Regions from separate parts of the Sus scrofa genome. Here all the other regions are linked to region 3. The links are chromatin contacts, called in public Hi-C maps. All regions are on one chromosome and are shown on one strand. Each heading gives the region's core, a stretch centred on a gene start, on an enhancer-like site or on the middle of the called end of the contact. The rest is flanking DNA. Distances are from core to core; before and after follow the strand shown.

Evidence for each region. Hi-C and Micro-C count contacts between places; a contact is called where the count stands out from the background.
Region 1: a contact with region 3 is called in a Hi-C map of liver, with 2.2 times the contacts expected there. The contact joins two enhancer-like sites. A contact is called at or near these places in 11 of 47 Hi-C or Micro-C datasets (alveolar macrophages, embryonic fibroblasts, heart right ventricle and 6 more) and 2 of 2 datasets of contacts at active chromatin or transcription factors (alveolar macrophages and skeletal muscle).
Region 2: a Hi-C map of subcutaneous adipose tissue shows a contact between it and region 3, with 2.6 times the contacts expected there. The contact joins the promoter of ERG here to the enhancer-like site in region 3. A contact is called at or near these places in 12 of 47 Hi-C or Micro-C datasets (alveolar macrophages, brain, embryonic fibroblasts and 8 more) and 1 of 2 datasets of contacts at active chromatin or transcription factors (skeletal muscle).

What each region holds. Positions count from the first base shown.
Region 1 is chr13:202,574,840-202,579,136 of Sscrofa11.1, forward strand. No RefSeq gene overlaps it. Among named protein-coding and RNA genes, the nearest start is that of ETS2, 110 kb to the left of the region's middle. Within about 2 kb of position 2,147, at least 24 of the 83 cell types and tissues checked have an H3K27ac peak or open chromatin away from gene starts, as enhancers often do. A contact at or near this core is called in alveolar macrophages, liver, retroperitoneal adipose tissue and 1 more, where this site is marked.
Region 2 is chr13:202,127,013-202,131,764 of Sscrofa11.1, forward strand. It overlaps ERG (ERG, ETS transcription factor), which reads right to left and starts at 2,324. Exons shown (of 10, transcript NM_001244456.1): 1 at 2,194-2,324. The coding sequence starts at 2,211.
Region 3 is chr13:202,373,039-202,377,546 of Sscrofa11.1, forward strand. No RefSeq gene overlaps it. Among named protein-coding and RNA genes, the nearest start is that of ETS2, 89 kb to the right of the region's middle. Within about 2 kb of position 3,078, at least 33 of the 83 cell types and tissues checked have an H3K27ac peak or open chromatin away from gene starts, as enhancers often do. A contact at or near this core is called in alveolar macrophages, epiblast stem cells, liver and 3 more, where this site is marked.

The sequences.
Region 1 (4,297 bases), core at 897-3,396, 200 kb after region 3:
TGGACTCCTAGCCTGGGAAGCTCCATATGCCGCAGGAGCGGCCCAAGAAATGGCAAAAAGACAAAAAAAAAAAAAAAAAAAAAAAAAGAAAGGAATGGTCGTACTGCGTCGTGGACCCAGATTCACTGAGTCCATTGCTCTCCAATACGGCTGCACATAGGATCCACCAGATGAGGGGAGGAGGGGTTAAAACTACCGATGCCCAGCATCCGCCTGACCAATCAAATCAGAATCCTGTGGGCGGGTCCTAGCTGTCTGGTGGCTGGCTTGTTAGAAGCACTTTTTAGAAAGGTGAGTGTGGACAGCTGCTCCACAGATAATGAAAGTGGTGTGTCTATTCAAGCCGCGCCACAGACCGTTATTCAAGCCACACCATAGACAATGCTGCTTTTCTCAGGAATAAATGTAGGGGCAGGGTCAACTGCAAATGTGTAGTCTTAGATAAGGGGTAATAAATACATTCTGTTTTGGTGCTTCTAAGTCGAGGCTCTGCACCTGCTGGAAGCAGGTGGCTTTAAATCCTGGCCACCCCTGGGTTTCCCCAGTCAGGTCCCACTGTCAACATCACCACCAGTTTCTTCCTCTTTCTTGGTGGCAATCTACCGCCTCCTTCAACTAGTGCATGGAAAATTACATGGTCAGTGCCACACGCAGGGCTGGAAGAGCACACAGCCCACAGGGGTTGCACGTGACCCAGGCTTTCATCATTTATTTAAAAAGTCTGTGGGCGAGAAGGGAGGAAGAATTGTGAGGCCCCGAAGCAGCTGACTCACTTCGGAGAGGAGTGACAAGTCTGTTTCTGAACAGATCGGTTGACAGGACAGTGGCCACTGCTGCTCTTGGTTCATTCCTGCAGGTTCATACTGACTCCCTCTCTTCAGCCGTAGGACTGAGCGCCCACGGGGATTGGCTGTGGGCACTAGGGAAATGAGTTTGGGGCTTTGCTTCTCTGCTTCCAAAGAAAGCAAAGCCCCAAACTCACTCTGACCTTAGAGCTTCCATCCAATGGGGGTCAGGGAGGCACATGCTAAGAAAACCCTATCACCTGGTGGTGCGCTCTGAGATAAAGCAAGCTGGGACTGTTCACAGTAGCCAAGACATGGAAGCAATCGAAGTGTCCATTGACAGAGGACTGGATAAAGATGTGGCACATATGCACAATGGAATATTACTCGGTCGTCACATAGAATGAAATACGCCATTCGCAGCGACACGGATGGACCGAGACAGTATCACACTACGTGAAATAAGTCAGAGGAAGTCAAATATCATAAGAGACCACCTATATGTGGAATCTAAAAAATAATACCGATGAAGTTATTTATAAAACAGAAATAGACCCACATAGAAAACCAAGCTTACGGTTACCAGAGGGGGAAAAGGGGAGGATACTTGGAAGTTTGGGATGAACAGATACATACTACTCTATATATGACAGAGAACTGATGAGAACCTACTGCGTAGCTCAGGGAGCTATACTCGATATCTCATAATAACCTGTAATGACGAAGTATATATATATATACACACACAGAGGCATATATAAAACCCAATCGCTTTGCTGCACACCAGAAACTAACCCAACATCGTGAATCAACTATACTTCGAAAAAACCAGTGCTGGGGAGAAGGGGTTGGGGTAGGGGCTGCAACTGGGGGGTGGGGGACGAAGGTGGCCTTAGAGCAAAGAGCTTAATGAGGTGCAGAGGAGCCAGGGGTTGTCCAGGAAGAGGGGTCCCTTCAGGTAGAGGGAGCAAGAGGCCAGCTCATCCATGAGTGATGTGGAGCCACTGCTTTGTGGGAAGGAAGCAAGGACTTGCTTCCCTCCAGGCTCCCTCGGTGCAGAGCTGGCTGAGGGGAGCGGGCAGCTGGGGGACCAGAGAGGAGAGTGGCAGGATGGCGGGGGCACAAGGGGGTGGAGAGGGGAGTGGGGTCGCGCTGGGTGTGGGTAGGGGTGTGATATATGATGGGCAGAGAGACCGCAGTGACCCCTGCAGACCCTGCCTCCTCCCCCTCAGCCCTGGACCATGTCCAGACCTGGGAGTCTCAGCAGGAAGTCTCCCGGGGGTGGCAGAGTCCCCATCTGTGTCTGTGACCCGTGCTGACAGGCGCCCAGAGCGGTCGGTGGCCATGTGATTCCCGGCAGCCGCGATGAGGTCACGATCTCTGTTTACTAACAGGAAAGAACACTTGGATGCAGGAGTCAACGAGCTGAAAGCAGGGGCCGTGGGTCACACGTTTGCCTCTGCCCTGAGGCCACCCTGAACCGGCTGACCCTGGAAGAGGGATGAGCCCGGACCACAACATGTAAACTGATTCCCGTTTGTGCTAAAGATGGGCTGTTTTTTGAGATCATGATTAGAAATGAGTAAAAGCTAAGTTTCAAGGTCTTTGGGGTTTTATCATGCAGGGCTTATTAATTAATAACATTGGCAGCAACCTGGATGCAACTAGAGAGCCTCAGACTAAGTGAAGTAAGTCAGAAAGAGAAAGACAAATACCATATGATATCACTTATACATGGAATCTAATATATGGCAGAAAGAAACTTATCTACAAAACAGAGACAAACCCACAGCCACGGAGAACAGACTTGTGGTTGCCAAGGCGCAGGGGGGAGAGAGTGGGCTGGACAGAGAGTTTGGGGTTAGTAGATGCAAACTATTCCATTTAGAATGGATAAGCCATGAGGTCCTGCTGTACTGCATGGGGAACTCTATCCAGTCTCTTAGGATAGAACATGATGGAAGATAATATGAGAAAAAGAAGAGTATGGCTGAGTCACTATGCTACAGAGCAGAAACTGGCATGACATTGTAAATCAACCATACTTTAATTTCTAAAAATGTAAAATAATAAAATAAAAGAGAAAATAGAGCAGTTCAACATGGAGAAAAGTTTCCCTCCTTATTCCCAGGACTTGCAAGTATTTTTTTTTCTTTTTTTAAATTGCAGTATGGTTGATTTACAATGTGGTGTTAATTTCTGTTGTACAGTAAAGTCATTCATATATACATGAATTTTATATATAGTCATATATTTATTGTATATATTATATATTTTTTATATAAGAATATTTATATATTCTTTTCCATTATGATTTATCCTAGGTTATTGGATATAGTTCTCTGTGCTATCCAGAAGGACCTTGTTGTGCAAGTATTTCTTTTAAACAAGTAACGTATTGATCCTCTGAAATGAAGAGGCAATTAAGCTCCAACCTCAAATGCAAAGCCGTCCAAAGCAAATATCCCAGCAGGTGCTACCTCAGTTAACCTGGGCGATGATTAACCTGGGTTTTGCACCTATTCCTTGAACCGTTTTCCAATTAACAGAATACAATTTGATATCGTGTTTCTGAAAATGCTGTTCTTCTGAGCTGAAGGACTTTCAGGCGTGACTCATGTGAAAATGAGGGCGAGAAGTTTGCCCAGTAAAACCTAGGAGAGCACCTGGGATGCTCTGAGTTGCCGTGAGGTGGGGGGAGGAGGGGATGTTAACCAGCGCTGCCACAAGCCCGGCAGCTGGTGTGGCTGGAGTGAATGGTCCCCCTCCCCTAAGCTACGTCTCCATCCTCATCCTTGACCTTGGAAACATGACCTTCTTTGGAAAAGGGCATTTGCAGACATGATTCAGTTCATGACATCCAAGTGCAGTCACCTCAGGTCTGGGGTGGGCCCTAAATCCAACAACAAGCATCCTTGTAAGAGACAGAAGAAGACAGAGATGAAGGCAGAGACTGGAGTGATGCGGCCACAAGCCAAGGGACCCCTGGAGCCACAAAAAGCCAAAGGAGGCAGGAAGGGTTCTCCCTAGAACCTTCAGAGGGAGCATCACTCGGTGACACTTTATCTCACCCTCTGGCCTCCAGAACTGTGAGAATGTCAATTTCTGTGTTTGAAGCCACTTAGTTTGTGGTCCTTTGTCCCAGCAGCCCTAGGACACGGGTCCGGTTTCCAAAAGGGAACATAGCTCTTCCAGGACCTTGATTTGGGGCTTGTGGGTCCTTGGACAGACCAGTGGAATCACACTGTACCTCCACTCCTTTTTCTCTTTTTACAGCCACACCCACCTGTGGCACATGGAAGTTCTGGGACTAGGGATCGAATCAGAGCGGAAGCCCCAGCCTATGCCACAACCATGCAATGCTGGACCCAAGCCACATCTGCAACCTACGCTGCAGCTCATGGCTACACCAGATCCTTAACCCACTGAGCGAGGCCAGGGATCAAATCACAACCTCGTAGAGACAACATCAGGTCCTTAACCCACTGAGCCACAGTGGGAACTCCTATACC
Region 2 (4,752 bases), core at 1,074-3,573, 250 kb before region 3:
CCTCCAAAAAATCCACTCAGGAGGGGAGTACCAACTTAACAAACTCAGTGCCTCTGACACGTGATGGACTAATTGATTTATTTACTGAAACAACAAAAAACAGAGTGCATCTGAGACTGGAAACTGCCTGTATGACAGACTGTTTTCTAATTCCAACGGACAGCTGTAATTTTCCCTCTGCTAATTTGAGCTTTGCACTAACATAATTAAAACTGTAGTCCACAGACCTGGGCCTCTTTTTTTTCCACTCTATAAACAAGTCTGTGAAATCATCTCATTACTTTACCCAGGAAGCCCAGCAGAACATGTCTTAAAGGAAGTTACCTATAAAGAGGGGCGATTTTATTTGAACAGCGGATTAAAAAGCATCCACTTGAAGTCATTTCGAAAGTTCACATGAGATATATACACTATACAGATGATGCAGGGGAATCAAATGCTACGGCAAGTAGAGAATCCTGGACCAACATAAACGGTTTGCCAAAACTCATTCTGAAAGGACAAAACAGTCAGACTTCAAAACCTACCCTCCTATCTTCAGAAATGTGTACTTCGAACAGCAGGACACGTCTGTGTGCTATGCAAAATGCACCCCACGCTCTAAGGAATGGTCTGCTATTTCCATGTCCTTTAATATGCTGATTTTTTGAAACACACGCACACAACTGTACTCGCACTACTCAAAATTTACGAAGACTATTAGTCTCAACTGCTGTGAAATATGGACATAAATAAGGGCGAAAAAATAATTAAAAGGGCAGCATGAGGGGTTATAAAAGCGAATCATTTCTGCTCAGAGCTGAAAAGGGGGCACATCAAACCCTCCCCTGCAAAATGCCTATGACCTTATATTTCAGCAGACCTCAATCCTTGTAGCCAAAGAAAAGAAAAATCTCTGTAACATTACAGTCTTGGATACATGGATTTTTTAATATACATCACTGATCACATCTTGAAATAAAACGGAAACTGAAGAGAATTTCTGAAATACAGTTTATACCATAGGTAGTAATTAAATCCTTTCAAACAAACCTTTCAAATACCCAACCAAGGAGGATTTCTGAAATTGTTTTGGCCCCATTCCGGACAAACCTCATATTCCTGAGCTTTCTAATTAACAGAAGCCCTTGATGAAACCACAATCAAATGCCTCTCACCTACACGCAGCCACACTCTAGGCACGCCACCAATAAAACCCTCCTTTATCCTCTTTTCAGGATCTGTTTCTGCTGCTGCCTTTTTCGCATTTTCTCCAAAGGTCACCAAGGCACGGGGGCCTTGAAAAATATGGTAACAGACCCCTTCATGGATCCCATGCCACCGAGTTACAGGAATCATCAAGTCGGCTTCACTTTCAGGAATCAGGCCGTGTTTACATTTCTACCTACCTGGATTCACCTCCACCTGAGTCTCGCCATGTTATTTACCAGAAACATTTGTGAGAAAAACATCACATCGGACCACAGACCCCAGAGCACAGAGCACCTGCCAGCCACTGCTTCCCGGTTCCCACCAAGCAGCCGTCACCACCGCGAGGAAGAAAGTCTACTCACAGTGCACCGAGGAGAAGGGACTTTATTAAACAGAAATACAGAACCGAACACACCGAATCACCACCATCTGGGTTATACGCGAACCCTCCGCTCTCGGCATGCAGGTTCCAAAAAAAAAAAAAATCCAAGTCAACACTGGCATGTGCCACGACCGACGGCCACTTGCCCAGCATCTTTCTTCGCGTCCACCGGGACCCGGCGGACCCCCCTGAAGCTAAGGGAGGCCTTCGAGAACGTGCGCCAGGGCAGCATCTCCAAGCCCAGCTCTGCCTCGGACCCGGCCCTCCAGCCGCTCCGAGTCCACTCCCTTCCAGCGGACACGCGCGCGGCCCCGCTCGAGACAGGTAAAGAAAATGAAAATTCAGACGCGCCCTGTACAGCTTTTGCAAAAGTCATCCACAGCCCTCAACAGGGAATTTAGAAACCCCAATTTTTTTCCGAGTTTGAAGTTTTTAAGCCTTGCGGATGGTTGGAGTAGGAAAAAGGAAATTTACTAGGCAGTGCAAAGGAAATCTTGTTGTCCTCTATTGTGGCAGTGGGGGTGTTGCCCAACCCTGACTTATCTGCCTTGATAAAGGAAACCAAAGAAAAGGGTAACAAGCACGAGATTTTGTCAAATGAAAAGGAACCCTCTCCTTACCTTAATAGTGCTGGCCATAATGCGATCAAGTTTATTGATCGTTAATAAATGTTAATGATAATTATTGCTTCTCTCTGACCAGAAAGTAGTTTTGATGAGGTTGTTTAGAGCGGATGAGATTGTGCTAAGTCTGGGAAATGAAGTCAGCCAATGGCAGGAAGAGGTTTCTATTGGTCCTGGCGGCCCAGCCCGAAGAAACAGGATATTTGGGAGTGGAGAGATAAGAGGCCCCGAAAACAATGTTGTTTTTCTTGATGATATGCAGCCAGGAGATTTTTTTTTTTAATTAAAAAAAAAAAAAAAAGACATCAATTGCCTGGGCCCGGGATGGCCACAGCAGGTGTGACCCGGTGTGCCGCCGTGTGACACGCCACCCCAGGCAGGATGCAGATGTGAGATGTGGCGGGACTCGGTGTGGCTTCGCGTGGGCGGCGAGCACCTCTGCCCTGGGCGTGGAGGGCACCCTGCAGCCGGGTGACAGACGGGCCCTCTCGCCTGTGTCTCGCCAGAAGACCCGCCACACGCCTGGGACCCGGGACTTGAGCCCCCCACACCCCCCATCCCACTCCCGGCTTCTCTTCTCTTAAAAGGAAACTTTGCAGGCGGTACTTAGTTCATGTTCAGGGGGGACCCCGCTTAGTCGCCGCCATTCGCCTGCGGATTTTTGAGGACGTTTATCCCTTCACCACCTCCAGCGAGTGTTCCAGAGCAGTTTCATTTTCTCCTTGCAACACAGGTAGTTGCTCCTGGGTCCACAAAAGCCAGGAGAAAATGCACAGACTCTAGAATGCAAGGAACTAGAAGGAAAGGGGAGAATAAACCTGTCGAATCCTTGTTTTCAAATATCCGTTGAAAATCCCAAGACTCGAAGTGACACAAACACGTTCTAATGGCAGCGAGCTGGCCCCCCTCTGACAAAGGTCCATGTTCCAGACGGACCCCAACAGAACTCCTGGCTACACAGAGATGCCACATCCTCCAGTTCAGTGTTTTAAAATCTGAGCCGTTAAGTTCAGGGCCACACGTCTGTTTGCCCCTCGGACGGAGGAAATGCAGCTCATGGAGGCCTGAACATTCCTGAGAGGATGGCAGGCCTTTTAATTACTCATTTTCAGGAAATTACTTGTTCTCTGGAAGAAACAACATTTTGCTTTGAATTTAGCTACACGAAAGCTGGGCCAGTGAAGAGGTGTGGTCTCCAAAGGGGACCCGCAGAACACAATAGACCAAACCCTGAGTCATCCAGCTCCTCCCGGTTTCAGAGGCAGGACAGTCAGGGAATCGATTTCACGCCTGCCCACGTCAGAGCTCTAGGAAGGAGCCCAAGGTTCTGTATCTTTTACTGATCCCATGATTTCCCTCTTGTATTAGGACAGAAGGAGGAAAGATGAAGAGGAGGACGGGGAGGAGGAGGAGAAGAGAAAGAGGGAAAGAGAAAAAGAGAAGAAAGAGAAAGAAAAAGAAAGAGAAAGAAAGAGAAAGGAAGGAAGGAAGAAAATAAAGAGATAAAAAGAAATAAAAGAGAAAGAAAGAAAGAAAGTGGAATTAAGAAAGAAAGAAGGAGAGAAATAAACAAAAAGAAACAAAGAGAAAGAAACAAAGGGAAAGAAAAAAGACCAAAAAAGAAAAAAGGATGAAAGAGAAAATACAAGAAATCTCGTGTAAAATCAGAACCTGACAAGTTCTCGGCATCTACATTTTGAGGGGATGTTGATTTCCGCTCTTTTCATCTCAGAACAATAAATGAGATGGCAGGCTGATTAAAATTGTGTTTCCCCTAAAATTTCAAAGTCCTGAGCTGTTTCACCTGGGCAGCTTCCACTAAGTGCTGGGAAAAATGTGCTCTCGGCTCCACTGAGATCCCCTGTTTTCTGCTCTCCCAGGAAGCATCCATGTTACATGTTACCTGCGGTACCCCAATAAGCAGTGTTCTACTCGGGATTTCCCAAAGAGCAGCCTTAAACAGGATGACCCCTGTGCTAAAAATTAATAAATAAAAATTAAAAAATTTTTAAAAAGCATGGAAGAAAGTTCTGGGTGGTCCCATCTCACCACTGCAACCTGGTTTCTAGATCCAGCCTCTTACTTGTTCTCTGCAGCAGGAAAGCATCAGCAACCAGCATTGATCGGTGTGACAGATGCCACATTTTCATTCTGTTCTCATCCATCATGGATCCATTACCCATCAATGTCGCATAAGCCCTTCATAAGCCTGGTCATATCTCACTCCAGATGAAAACCGAAGAATGTAAGAGGGACCATACAATCGTTGTGACCATAAAAGGGCCACCTCCATTCATCTGTCCCCACATCACGTATTCCCATGTTCTAAAGACTCAACAAATTTTCATCCTTGTTCTCCTACTAACTCCTCTGGGTAGGATCCACAGAGGAACGTCAAGAGTTGAGAACACACAGGACGAGGGCAACATATTCTAAAAACGAAGTCTGGATGCAGCAGAGAGAATGAGCCGGAATCTTAGCTGGAGACACAGTAGAAGATTCATTCAGGATTGACTGATTGACCCCTGTGCTCAACGCCCAGACAGTGAAATACTT
Region 3 (4,508 bases), core at 1,828-4,327:
CTTCTGCAAAATGTGTGTGCCTGGCTGCAGGCACCTCCCCCTTCACCTTTATGACTTCAATCTTGATTTTCCCCTTTCCTCTTTGGGGAAGTATTTCCAAGCTATCTGAGGTGCTGCCTCCTGGGCTGTGGTGCGTGGGCAAAACAAAAGATGTCACGGTCACCTGGCGAACAGCCACTCCCAAGGATGGGCCAGGGAGCCCTGAGGGAACTCGGGAAAGCATATCAAAGGAGTGATTCCAATAAGCCCAGACTTTTGTGTCTTCCCAGAGAAACAGTTTTCTATAAATCTTCTTCTGCAACTCCAGGTATCTGTAAATCTTTTGTTCCTACTATCTCCCCGTTGTTGCAAAAATTCCTATATCCTAGCTCCCCCCGCGCCTCCTGGGAGCAGTTTCTCAGGGCTACCTGAGATGCTGTCTCCCGGGCTTAAGTCCTAATTTCACCCCAAATAACACTTAACTCTCAGAGTTCCCGTCGTGGCTCAGCGGTTAACGAACCCAACTGGCATCCATGACGATGCGGGTTTGATACCTGGCCTCACTCAGTGGATTAAGGATCCGTTGTTGCCGTGAGCTGCGACTTGGTGTAGGTCACAAACAAGGCTCGGATCCAGGGTTGCTGTGGCTGTGGTATAGACCGGCCTGGGAACCTGCATATGCCACAGGTGCAGCCCTAAACAGGTAAAAAAAAAAAAAAAAAAAAAAAAAACCCACACACACAAAAAACACAAAAAACAAAATTTAACTCTCAACTTTCAGGTTGTAGTTTTTTTTTTAGTCCACAGATCTTTTCCATTTACTCTTGTATTTTGAACTTTTACATCATTCTTCAGTTCAAGTGAACGTTGGACTTAACTGTGAACACCTTAAGCTGAGCCCAAGCTCCCGATCACTGATTATTCTCAACACACCCACCCCACCTGGTGTCCAAGGCTGAGCTAATTCTCCTTCCACACTAGTTTAGCAGAAGAGAAACCTCACAGATGTGAAATGACGTTCAGGTTTCATAATGAGCCTGACAGAAGCCGATTCCGAATCTCCTTTGAGTCTAACCTCACTCTGGTCCCCCACCTAGAGGGAGAGGCTGGTTAACCATCTGCAGCCCAGACCCTATTCCAGCTGCCTGGGCATCTGTTATGCTGCCTTGCAGTGCCAGTTAGGGCCATGCCGAGACCATCTTTAAGTTCAATGCGCTTTTAGGCATTTAAAATGTGAATGCATTTTAGTCACAAACTTTTATCCACAAATCATTTCTTCCTCTTTACTTTTCTTCTCTCCTTTTCAGCGCTGCCTAAGGCACATAGAAGGGGTCAACGTGGAGCTGCAGCTGAGGCTTACATCACAGCCACAGCAACGCTGGCTCAGAGCTGCATCCGTGGCCTATGCTGCAGCTTGCGGCAGTGCTGGATTCTTCAGCCACTGATCGAGGCCAGGGATCGAACCCACATCCTCAAGGACACTATGTCAGGTTCTTAACCTCCTGAGCCACAATGGAAACTCCAATTAAGCATTTCTTACTCTGTATTTTTAATATCTTTTAATTTTTTTAATTTCCCCAATACATTTTTTTTTCTACTGTATAGCATGGTGACTGAGTTACACATACATGTACACATTCTATTTTCTCACATTATCAGGCTCCATCCTAAGTGACTAGACATAGTTCCCAGGGCTACACAGCAGGATCTCATTGCTCATCCATTCCAAAGGCAACAGTCTGCATCAATTAACCCCAAGCTCCCCAACCACCCCCCTCCCTCCCCCTTCCCCTTGGCAACCACAAGTCTATTCTCCAAGTCCATGATTTTCTTTGCTGTGCTTAATACCTTTTAAAATACTAATTTGTGGAGTTCCTGTTGTGGCTCGGCCGAAACAAATCTGACTAACATCCATGAGGATGCAGGTTCAATCCCTGGCTTTGCTCAGTGGGTTGGGGATCCTGTGTTACCATGGGCTGTGATGTAGGCTGCAGACACGGCTAAGATCTGATGTTGCTGTGGCTGTGGGCATAGGGCGGTGACTGCAGCTCAGATTTGACCCCTAGCCTGGGAATCTCCATGTGCCCATGGGTGTGCCCCTAAAAAAAGACCCTCCCCCAAATTAAAATACTAATTTGTAAATGATATAGGACAACTGTTCTAATAAGTTTATGTACATTATAAAATGTAAATGTTGAAGTATGAGATTAAAAAAAAGTATAAATAGAATTCCTAAATTTCCTTTTAGCAGCCCAGGGGGTCAGCTCACAAAGCATGTGCACACACACACAAACACACATGCCATCCGGTGTACACACTTTTTAAAACCTTCCAATCCAGTTCATTCTGGAACCTGGGTCTGTAGAATCAGCACTGTGACCTGGCCACCAAGGAGCTGGGATGCCAGGAGCCACGGGAAGGGTGAACTATTTCCCTTTATACCTACCCTGCCGTAGACACAATCTATGAGACTATGGGTGAGAAAAGAGTATTGCCTGCATGATTGTGTTACTGCATTTTTAAGACACCAAAGCATATTGTATCCTGCCCACAAATTGCTTTATAAATGATGCAATTTATATGATTTTTAGTTGACGGTATAGGTTCTTATTTCAGTATCTCTAAACCCAAACTATTGCAAGAGGAATGTATAGAGGAAAACTGCCTTCATTAGTAAGCGAGAATATCCATCACAGTCACTTTACAGAAAATGGGTAAGGACAGATATTGGACAAAAACTAGAAATGCCACATTAGCCCTTTTCAAAGCTGATCCTCAGCCACGGGCAGAGGTCGTTCCCCTTTAGGCCAGACGGTGGCGCGCGAGGCAAATGGTGCTTCTAAACTGGCATCCTGAAGGTGCGGACTTGAGATGGTGAGAAACGTCTCGATGGGGCGAAAGGGAGAAGCATCTGGAAGCCATGCTGGGTGAGCCTCCGCTGCTGCGAAGACAGGACTCTGCAAAAAGGAGAATAAAAGGGCCCACGTTGAGTGGGCGCTTCAGAGGGAGACCTGGCAATTGGATACAAGGAGACGCCAGAGCAGCCAGGACCTAGCCCAGCGGCTGGGGCAGCGGCGGGAAAAGAAACCGCTTGCATGAAAACGACTGCCCCTTGGCGGCAGGAATGCCAGGCCCTGACTTGGGAGTAAGAGGCTTGGCTTGCTTCTGGCCCAGCGTGCGGCCTGGGGCCCGCTGTGCAGTAAAAGCCAGGAACAAAAGCCGGAGAGAGCGTCATTAGAATTCAGTATTTTAGCATTAACCCCCATTTCTGCCTTTCAAGTGTAATGAGAGGCCTTTTCAAATGAATGTGTGTGCCTTTCATATGCAAATGAACTCAAGGGGATAATTTTTCCTGTGACTTATTACCTTACATAATTATGATTGTCTTTTGCAAGTAAAAAAAATCTGTCTTTCTGATCACTGTTGAAATACAGTTAATTCTCGTCTCTATTTAAATAAACCTGAAAAAAGAGCCACATAGGCAGAAGCGCTTTTAAAAAAAAAAATTTTGGCCACCCCGTGGCATATGAAGTTACTGGGCCAGGGATCAGATCCCAGCCGTAGTTGTGATCTATGCAGCTGGCGAATGTTCAATTTAAGGAAGGAAGTGCTCCTAAAAGCTAGGATTGTACATTTAGCTTAAGTCTGCATATTTTTCAAGAAAAGACTTCTAAAATGGAATGTTGCCCAAACCTGGAATTTTCTCAATAAACAAAGCATTTTCTGCATCCCTGCCCTTTATAAGAATAAACTAAACTATCCGGAGATGTGTACATTTGGATTCCTTTCCAATTTCTGAATAACCTCTAATTGATGTCATAATTATAAAAACTTCTTTCAATTCTTAGAAAACCTAGGGAAGGGCAAAGAGGCCTGTGGCTCACAGTGATGCAATAAGCAAGAATAATGATAAAAAAAAAAAAAAAAAAAGAATGAAAAAAAAGGCCAGCATCCTCCAGGGCAATAACCACTCTTGAGGAGGCTGAGCCACGATACAAATTGAGCGGAATAGCCCGCACCTCTTCCAGAAACTCGCAAGTTCAAGACAGATTTTGCAGTCAGAAAAGAGAGCCAGATCCTCTATCATTTCCTAATTTTCTATTTCACTTTGTCCCTTGTTCCTTAAAAATTTTCTCTAACTTCTTTTTCCAACCCACAGGGGCCCTCCATTCCAGGAGGAGCTGGGTTCTGTAAGAAGGAAAAACCAAGACCTTTTTTCCAGGAAACACCCTTGGAATGTCTGTGCCCTTGGATTCTCCTCCCAAACTCAACTCTCCTGTGGCCCCCCAAGGGTGCATCCAGATGTGGGGTTGTTATCTATTGTTGTGCAGTTTGGAGAAGGAGGCAGAGACATGGAAGGAAAGCCTGCTGCTCAAATGTGTTCACGTCTGGGAAGGACAGGATCTTGGTTGGTTGGAAAAAAAAAAAAAAAAAGACTTATTTGAAAACAATGTAGTCATTTTCTCAAAGTTATACCATGATCCAATTTAAAATAGGGTGGGAAGCAACCTGCTGATATCCTGATCCAG